Regions from separate parts of the Mus musculus genome. Here regions 2 and 3 are each linked to region 1. Evidence: chromatin contacts called from public Hi-C and HiChIP or PLAC-seq data. All regions are on one chromosome and are shown on one strand. Each heading gives the region's core, a stretch centred on a gene start, on an enhancer-like site or on the middle of the called end of the contact. The rest is flanking DNA. Distances are from core to core; before and after follow the strand shown.

Region 1 (3,113 bases), core at 456-2,955:
GCCTCTAACTTTCAATCCTCCTGCTTCAACCTCCTGAGTGTTGGGATAACAAGCACGGACTACCATACTCAGTAGGACTAATTACAAACACCGTACCAATGCCCTTCTCATCATAGCCCTTTACTTCTGGTACAGAGAGCACCAGAAAACCCAAAACAAAACAGACCCCCCTAAAAAAAAATCCCAACAGATCAGTCTGGTGAGGTTACACTTCACTTGCCTGTGCCTTACACGCCTACAGTCCCAGAATTTGGAAGGTGAAAGAAGAGGGGGTGAGGTCCAGAGTATGTGAGACCCTTTTAGAAAAGAAGCAGAAGCAAACAAACACATAAAAACTCCTAATAGATTTCCATGGTGACTCTTGTCTCCGTTCACGCTGACTGTTGAATTAGATGCCCCAGAACAGGACTGAAAAAGAACATGTCCAAGAAGACCCATTCCCCCCTCTCTAGGCAAAGTGCCAACCTTTAGCGAGAGCACACAAGTGGCAGGTGTCCCAGGAGGTATCCTCTGATAAAGTCAAAGTCTGGGAAAGGGCGTGAAGGCAAGCTCTCCCCAATCCACCAAATCTGCACACTGCTCCATTCCAGCGGGAACTAGTAACTCACCCTGAGAGATGTGCCTGCTGTACTGGGTCCAAGGGAAGTTATAGGATAAAGACCTCTGGCAACTGGTAAGTCTGTGTACACTAACACTTTCTAACACGATCACTTCAGAAAGAATGTGAGATGTGTGTGGGAGAGGTGTTAAGGAGAAATGAGAGCACATGGTCCCAGTAGTCCGAGCTTCCTACATGGGCTGAGATGTGGCTTAGTGGGTACTTTCTTCCCTCTTAAGTGTCTGAGAACACAGTAGCACACGTTGTCTGAGATGACACACACACACTAAATAAGGAAAGAAATGGGGAAAATTAAGTTGTACTCTGACCTTATTACAGGAGCTGCAGCATATAAGCCACCGCCCCAACTCCACTTAAAAACCTAGTTTTCTGCATTGCAAGCTGCCTGAGTGAGCAAACATGACTGCCACAGGCAAAGATCTATAGACCGCTGAGCATCTGCTATGTGTTGTCAAAAAAGGACCCTGGATCTGCTGGTTGACTGTGTGAGGAGTAAAGTCTCTCTTTGCACCTGTTTTGTGTGTGTGTGTGTGTGTGTGTGTGTGTGTGTGTGTGTGTGTGTGTGTGTGTAGTACTGTTGCTCTTGGGCCCTGACAGCTGATGTCACAGCTAGGGGCTTTGCATTTCTTACTTGGGAAGCAGATAAGATCATTACTATTTTGCAACGAGGAAATGAAGTTCAGAGAGAAGACAGTTGAGTTTACAGCCACAGGTGACAGTATCCCACCTGGGCAGTCGGATTTCTTCTCTGTGGGAAGGTAAATGAGGGGGGTTGTAGCTCTGCTGTCCAAGACCTACGTAGCATGCACAAAATCCTGTCTTTAATCCTTGGTACCAAAACGATAAGAAACAAACCCAGAACCCTGTCCTCGTCTGCAGCCCACCCACTCCTTCTCTGAAATGATCGTACGACCTCCCAGTATTCATCCGCCAAGAAGAGGCCTGGGAATCAAGTTTCAGGAGCCCCAAACCAAGTACTGATGAGAGTCAAAATGAGAAATCCCGTACAAGAGTCAGTCTAGGGCTTGGGTCTAGGCTCTCCCTCCTGCGGCCGCGTTACTGCAAGAGGACCGGCGGGAGGCGCTGCAGACCGCGCCGCACCCGCCTCCAGCTCAAGCCCTCAGGCCTCCCGGGCACCGGGGCCGCCCAAGAGCGTCGCGGACTCTGGGCGATCGGCTCTTCCGCCAGCCACACCCTACGATCTTCCATTCCACCTCCTCTTGGAGAGGAACAGGGACGCTAAGGAGTTCTTCCGGGCGTGGCAGGGGACCTGGAATACGTTGGTGCGCTCCGGCAGAGCGAGAACTGCCCTCAGCGGGGACTCCAGGCGGAGCCCGATGCTCACTGGGTCGCGCATGCGCCGCTTTCCAGTCCAGTCCCAAGTCTCCTCCGCCAGCTGTAGCGGAGCGGCTCGCACCGCATCCCACCCCACAGGGAACCCTATTTCCGACTTTGAATCCCAAAGTGGATAGGCTGGTTCTGGGCTTGCATTGCAGCCAGCAGAAGCCCAGGCAACTGACACTCCAGTCTCCGGGGTGGGGACCCTGGTCGTCTCTGCTGATTCCCCCAAAGCTAATTGCCTCAGGAGAAGCACGTAGACCATCCAGGTGCTGGGCAGAGAGGAAAGGTGTTTCTGAGAGTTAGCTTATAATAATACATCAGCATGCACGTTGGATTTCCATTTTCGCTTTTTCATAGCTTTCCAATCCCCAAGGACTCTGTAGAAATTCAGGTGTGTGATTGTTATGTGTGTGCCACAGATAGCGATGGAAGAACTGCCCAGAACTTGTTGACATTCATTAAAATACAAGCTAACATCCTCACACGTTTTAGACCTACAGTATTAGGAACAACTCATCATGGCAAAGTTACTCGCCCAACATCTGTTCATTCCAATGGGAGGGTTTCTTTCCTGCCAAGAATTTTATGAATTTTATATAGGAGCTTGGTCCTGTTTGGGGAAGGTAGAGAAAGCCTGCCAAAGCGGCCTGGAAGAACTAAGGGATGATTCGCTTGTGACTTTGAAAAGGCTCTTGACGCTGGGAAAGTCGCCCTTCGGAAGAACACAGAAAAACAAAATCCCAAACAAGTGGCACGTGACCAGAAACAGCAGAGCAAGGTCAAGGCCCAGAGTCTGGCCGACCCACACGATTCTGTTCTAGCTTTGTTCAGAGAGGGTCTAATCCTTTGTGGAGAGAGGGAGGGTATTATGGGCCTGAAACCCAAACAACTCCTATCTGGGGATGCTGCAAGCTCCTTTCATTTCACACAGACCAGATAGGAGTAATCGTTCATCACCCAAACTCCTGTTAATCTCTGCATCTCCAATCCATTGTCTTCTCAATTGGAGTCTGCTGACTGGAAAGTTTATCTCCCGAAACCCATCATCAGGGGTGCTTGGAAGCCATCAGAGGGAAAAGGGCATCCAGTGAGTTAGCCCTTGAAACATTAATGATTACCTCTGGACTCAATGCGGGTTTGTTTATCCAAGCAG
Region 2 (3,113 bases), core at 396-2,895, 320 kb after region 1:
GGATTTTCCAATGGACCTGGCATTGATTGGTGATATTTTTCTACCATGGAATCTTTCTTTCTTGATTTCTTTAGGTGCAAACTCTTCTGATGAGAAAAGATGTTTATAGGGTCCACCTCCAGAAATGCTTGTGATGGGAAGAATAACATGGAAGGCAAAGGGCACTGGAAAGAATGGCACCTGGGCCACCTTCCAGGGCACCATTCCATGGGTGAAACTTCTGGGAGTTGGAAATATGGAGCAGTCTTACATAGAAATCCTCCTATAACACTTTATACAATTTGCAAAAATGTAGACTGGATCTCTCACTCAAGTACAAAATGCCTTCCAATGGAAGTAGGGTAGTTTTGTTTTGTTTTGTTTTGTTTTGTTTTGTTTTGTTTTGTTTTGTTTTGTTTTCTAAAAGCCTTGCAAGTAATTGCCTGGTTCTTCTAAGTAGTTTAGAGGGACATGCTCAGGCAAGATTAGTCAGCTGAGCTGCTGGAACCAGAGTGTGTGGATGTAACATTCTTTACTTTGATGATTCATTTTCTTATCTAAATTAAAAATTCTTAGTAGTCCCCTTAAGTAGTTTATTGGCTTTTTGTGAAAAAAGCAACTGAATACTAAGTTCAAGAACCACAGAAAATAGGAAATACCTGTTTTCCCCTTTTATCAATATTTTATGAGCATTGGACAGTTGTTGGCCATGGGATTGAATTATAAGAACCTGCCTGAATAAAATTTATATTAAGAGAAAATCATTTTTTATCCACACCACCTCCCTAAATAAATATTGAGCAAGTGTTTAAAGGGTACTGTTGGGAGGTGACACAAATTAGGATCTTGCCAGCTCTTACCTCCCACCTCATAAAGATGAATTCACTGTGGTGGTGGAAAAAATACATCCTGAGAATGTGAGGAAGCAAACGGTGCTCACAGCTCAGACCAGGACAGCTGGGATTGGCAGAAGGGATGGTGGAAGTCGGGTTTGGGGAAAATAAGCTTTGGAGAAGCCTTGATTTTGCCTGAGAATCATGTGAGTGGTGCCAAAAAATGCTGCTGAATTCCCAGAGAACCAGTTGATTACAATATCCAGCCCAAAAGAAGTTGGTTACTTTGAGCTTCTGGGCGGTGGGGGGGGGGGGGAGCTAGCTCTTTTCCAAGGAGGATCAAGAACAGGGATTCCCAAATGGTGTTCCCAGACAGCCTATATCAATGTCACCTGGGAACTTGTAAGAAGTATGTATTCTGTGCCCACCCTCCCTTGGCCTACTGACTCTGACAGATGATGCAGTTGCCTGTGTTTAAAAGTCAGAGGCAGTAAGGCTGAGGCACACTGACTGAGAAGAAGCTGATCCAAATAGGATGCATTCAGGTGTCAAGTTGGCAAGGGGTAGGCTGGTGATGGCTATTTTTTATTGTGAAGTTGACTAGATGTAGAATTGCCTAGGAGTCACATTTCTGGTCTTTAAGGGAGCTAAAGAGAAACGAGAGCAGGAAAGGCCCACCCTCAGTGTGAATGGCACCACTCCATGGGCTGAGGTCTCAGACTGAATTAAAAAGGGAAAGGAGAAAGCTAGCTGAGCACCAACATTCATCCATCTCTGCTTCTTATTAACTGCAGAAACCATGTGACCAGCCACCTCACACTCCTGCTCCCATGACTCCCTTGCCATGATGGACTGTGCTCTCAATGTATGAGTCAGCATCAGCCTCTTTCTTCCTTATTTTGCTCTTGTCCAGTGTTTTGTCGTAGCAATGAGAAAAGTCACTAATAAAGTGCCAGGAGATGGAATACATGTGTAGAGCATATGCAGAAAACAATGGTGAGATCCTCAACCGTCAGACTTAGCAGAGTGCTTTAGTCAACCAGGGACTTGGCATTGGCTTCCAGGCACACTGGAAGAAAGCAGTGTAAAGGAAGCTTCAGACTTCTTCCATGGTATGAGAAACACAGCTGGGGTTTCTCCCCCAGTAGGAAGAGGAGACCTTGCCCTAATCTGTAGACCTCGATGACAACAGAGAGAAAGTCTTGCTGCTTATATTCCTGCCTTTGTCTAAGACCCATGCTCAGCATGGGAACACTGAGGACAGTCAGCTCCTCCTAGGATTCACTGACCTTAAAAAGGGCGAAGAAGAGAAGGTGATGTCCACAATAGGGGCGCTGCATTGCCTGGTTGAATTGTTTTTGTCCCATTCAGTAAATATTTCCAGCATACACAGTCTGAGCCAGTCCTTGGCTAGCTACTAGGGAACAGAACAGGTCACACAGACAACCTGGTCCTTAGTGCATGTGCTGTAGAAAGGATTTGTTGTTGATGAAGGAAAATCCAGGGAACAATGTGTGGGCCACAAAGCAGCACCTGTAAGATGCCTTAATTAGGATGAGGACCGATTTGACAGCAATACCATTAACCATTAACAGTTGTGCCAGAATAATAGGTGTCAATAGGGATGTTTCATGGTCATGGTGTCATGCTGTGTAGAGATAGCAATATTGACTGGTAGGGGTTGGGGATCCAAAGCATGAGCATTGCACCACATTTGGTGTGCTGTCTTTCCAAGATTCCTCTGTATGTAACATGCCTTAGCACACCAGTTTCTAGAATCAGTACTAACCATAGTCAGAGGAAGGAGGCAGCAGCTTCCACCCCATAGAGAGCACCGTTCACTCCCATGAGGAGCCAGCTATAGCTTCAACCTCCACTGGCTTCTTTCTGCTTGGCTGCTGTCCCCAGCCCTCTCTGACAATCAAATAGTACAATGTTGGGCAGATTTCAAGACTTCTGGGGGTGTCCTCTGTCTCTTCTAATTTTGCATAGCCATGTTTTAGGAGGCTATTCCAGCATACTCAGGAAGACCTCTTTTCTTCTCTTCAGATCAAAGTTACATTCTGTATATCTGTTATACAGGACCTTTTGCACTGACGTCCTTCTGATTCAGTTACCAGTGTCCCTATTCAGTAGCCACCAGGTGATGTGAAAGCATGATTAGACTATTCATTTATTTTTTTAAACTGTTATTTACTGTAATTGCATGTGTGTATACATAGGGTATGTGTGTATGTGTATGTTTGTGTATGTATGTGCGCACACTCGCATACATTAGCATGTGTAACCGTAAGTGTGGGG
Region 3 (3,113 bases), core at 321-2,820, 290 kb after region 1:
ATGAGGAAACACTAAGTGGCCATGAAATGAGAATCCCTGTTGTCAGCACCCTGCTGGGCATAGGCTGGGCATGCAGAGCCTCCAGCTAAGTGGTCCAGCTAAGCAAGGGAAACACTGCCCTGCTCTACTCTTCCCGGCCACTCCAGTTCTCTGTGCTCTGTTACTTTTCCTGCTAAGGCAGCACTTAAAGAGCAGGAAGTCTTGACACTTGCTGGGAAACACCAGGTGGAGGCCAGGAGAGGAGCGAAAGGGTCCTGGGAGGCTAAAGAAACCTAGAGAATGACAACTGCCTAAAAAGACTGGGCTGCAGGCTGTTGGTAGGGCAGGAGATGAGGGAGGTCACAAGGGAATGTGCTGTAAAGTACTCATGAATATTATGTACAACTTTAAGAGATGTTTTACCTCGGGGCTGGGGAGATAGCTCAGTTGGTCAAGTTACTCACTCTGTCAGCACAAAGACTTGAATTTGGTTCACAGAACATAGGTGAAAGAACTGGGTATGGTGTTTGCAAGAACTGGGTATTGTGTTTATAATCCAGTGCTGGAAAGGCACAGACAGCTGTATTCCTGGGGCTCACCAGCCAGCCATCATAGCCGAAGTAGTGATCCCTGGACCAGTGAGGGACCCTGTCTTGCACAAGGGTGGACTGACATAAGAGGCTGACCTCTGGACGTCACACACATATGAAGCTCTCACATGTGTACACATACACGTGCATGTTTTATCATCCCAAACATGAAACTTGCAATTAGAGGGTGAATAAAAAGCACAGGACCCTGGGACCCATGGTAATGAAGAAAGTCAAGATGACTTATAGGTTGAGCCTTTCACCTGTCTCTGACCTTACCGGTTTACAGTGCATATTTTCACTATTAGTGAGTGTCAACATGTAAGGTTCATGGACAGGGTGCCTAAGATGCCGCTGTGCTGCCTTACCGTGCCCTGCACTTCCTTTGTGAAAGGTTCTCAGGCCTTTTGCGAGTGAATATGTGGATGGTCAAGTGACTCTTCAGGCACACCCTTGACTGAGTCATGGTAGACTCTCAGAATTCCTCATAAAAATGTTATCTTATACTGGACCATATGCTTGCTGGAACTAGATTAGAACGAATTCTGATGAACTATTTTATTGAAACGTACTGTCAGCATTTATGAATTGGTTATATATTGGATCATGATTGTGATGATGGCTCAGTCCACTGGGTTTTATCAGAGTTTAAGATTGGCCGAATTATTTGTCTTCTATGGGCAAGATCAGTCTCCCATTGCCTCTTTGGATTTAATGAATTAGCTTTTTTTTTTTTTTAAACAAAATCTCATGTGGCTGGGGCTAGCCTTGAACTCATTAGGTAGCCTGAGATAGCCTTGCCATCCAGATCCTCCTATCTCTACTTCCTGAGTGCTAGAGTTGCCTGTATGCCTTCATGCCTAGGTTCTCTTCGGATTTAGAGTTCAGAGACACCCAGCTTGTTCCAAGCATCACCAGCTTCTGCTCACAGGGTACAAAGCAGAAGCATTGCCTTCCCACTGTAGCCAGAGCAGCTTCTCTCTCTAAAAGGGGACATTGCTCTTTCTGTTCTCTAAATAGGCAGTTCTGGCCCTTTGAGGGCCACAGAGAAGTCAGTTCCCGATTCAGGGGAAGCAGGAGCAGGCCTGAAGCAAGATATGAGTTTCTGATGCTTGAATTTTTTTCTATAGACTTCTCCCCCTCCATCCCCTTCCCTTTTCTCTCTCCCCCCTTCTCTCTTTCTTTCCCCCCCTCTCTCCTTCTCTTTCTTTCCCTCCCCCCTCTCTCTGGGCATGCAGCAAACTGGTGAACTCAGAATGTTTTAAATTTGGACTAGTCACTCTATAGAAAATGACCAACACCAACAGGAGCGAAATAAGGCAAGTCCGTGTGGCAAGCCGCTTTAGTGCATAGTTGTGAAACAGTGCTGGCTTTGTCAGTTGCGATTGACATTTTCCATGAATCTGTTCTGGTGTCACCTTTGTCTCTTGAAGCAGATGTGGCAAGCTCTCAGTTATAAGGGACAAATGAGAGTGTGTGAAGCACAATGACAACAATGGCTCCCACTGTCCATCAAACAACAATGGCCATGGAACCCTGCTTCTAAGTTATGCTCCCAACAACTGATTCCACAGGGGAACTGCACAGGTTTTAGCGACACCACAGACCTAGAAGCTCCCTTAAGCCAGTGCTAAGTCATATGAAATGAACTAGAAAGCACAGGACAATAGTATTGAGTTGGCTCATGAGAAATACCAAGATTCTAGAGTCTTAGAGCTGCTTGTTCTGGGGTGAGAGGTAACGTGGTGGCGGAGAATCCAGCCCAGCCTCCTCTTGTATTTCACATCCCACATGCCTAAAGTTGGCTTGGTAGACTCCTGTCTCTGGATAATCCCAGCCTCTGCTTGCCACCTTATGTTTTGTGACAGAGTTGCTCCTTGAGTGTGGGGCTAATTGATTGGCTGGCCAGTGAGCAGACAGTGTCTGCTTTCCCAGCACTGGATTGCAGGAGCACACTGCTGGATCCAGATTTTATGTGGGTGTTGGGATCTAAACTCAGGTCCTCCTGCTTGTGTAGCCAACACTCTACCTGCTAAGCCATCTCTCCAGTTTTCAGAAGCAGATTTCCATGTTAAAAAAAATTCCTACATCTTTGGAGTGAGTCTTTGGGCTATAAACGTGACACATGGCTGCAACAAATGGAAGCCATTTACATTTCAGTAATACTTGCCCCATTTTTGATGAAGCGGTCAGCTCCCAGGCATATGGAGAGGTCCAATTTGTAGCCTTTCCCCCTTTTCCCACCTCGCTGAGCCTTTTCCCTTTTAGGAAGCTTCTAGAAGGAAATGTACCTGACTCGATTGTTGGCTGTCTTGAGGGGAGAGAAACTAGTGAGTCTGTGACATTTCTCTTCATCCTGCTGCTTTAAACTCTGGGTGAAATGACAGGAAAGGACACAGGATGCAATTCTGGTGTCATCTGCCTTTACTTCTTTCTTTTGGGCTGGCAGTGAAAGCAGGCCAGAAAAGGCAGAGGACTGGAACACTGTGTCTCTTACATGCAGAATTTGGAGCTGTCCCAGGGACTAAGCCGTAGGGCTGGCCA

Evidence for each region. A called contact is a pair of places that touch in the nucleus more often than the background predicts. HiChIP or PLAC-seq counts read pairs in DNA pulled down with a chosen protein or histone mark.
Region 2: a contact with region 1 is called in a Hi-C map of bone marrow-derived macrophages, with 24 read pairs. The contact joins two enhancer-like sites. A contact is called at or near these places in 1 of 15 datasets of contacts at CTCF or cohesin (pro-B cells), 17 of 484 Hi-C or Micro-C datasets (B cells, the BV-2 cell line, the C10 cell line and 11 more), 8 of 115 datasets of contacts at active chromatin or transcription factors (bone marrow-derived dendritic cells, bone marrow-derived macrophages, embryonic limb bud and 4 more) and 1 of 9 other capture datasets (embryonic stem cells).
Region 3: a contact with region 1 is called in an H3K4me3 HiChIP or PLAC-seq map of bone marrow-derived macrophages, with 6 times the contacts expected there. The contact joins two enhancer-like sites. A contact is called at or near these places in 2 of 484 Hi-C or Micro-C datasets (bone marrow-derived macrophages and liver), 3 of 115 datasets of contacts at active chromatin or transcription factors (bone marrow-derived macrophages, embryonic limb bud and stem cell-derived neural progenitor cells) and 1 of 9 other capture datasets (embryonic stem cells).

Annotation. Positions count from the first base shown.
Region 1 is chr4:55,513,141-55,516,253 of GRCm38.p6, forward strand. No RefSeq gene overlaps it. Among named protein-coding and RNA genes, the nearest start is that of Klf4, 18 kb to the right of the region's middle. Within about 2 kb of position 1,706, at least 148 of the 459 cell types and tissues checked have an H3K27ac peak or open chromatin away from gene starts, as enhancers often do. A contact at or near this core is called in bone marrow-derived macrophages, where this site is marked.
Region 2 is chr4:55,836,961-55,840,073 of GRCm38.p6, forward strand. No RefSeq gene overlaps it. Among named protein-coding and RNA genes, the nearest start is that of Gm34482, 110 kb to the right of the region's middle. Within about 2 kb of position 1,646, at least 13 of the 459 cell types and tissues checked have an H3K27ac peak or open chromatin away from gene starts, as enhancers often do. A contact at or near this core is called in bone marrow-derived macrophages, where this site is marked.
Region 3 is chr4:55,803,916-55,807,028 of GRCm38.p6, forward strand. No RefSeq gene overlaps it. Among named protein-coding and RNA genes, the nearest start is that of Gm34482, 150 kb to the right of the region's middle. Within about 2 kb of position 1,571, at least 28 of the 459 cell types and tissues checked have an H3K27ac peak or open chromatin away from gene starts, as enhancers often do. A contact at or near this core is called in bone marrow-derived macrophages, where this site is marked.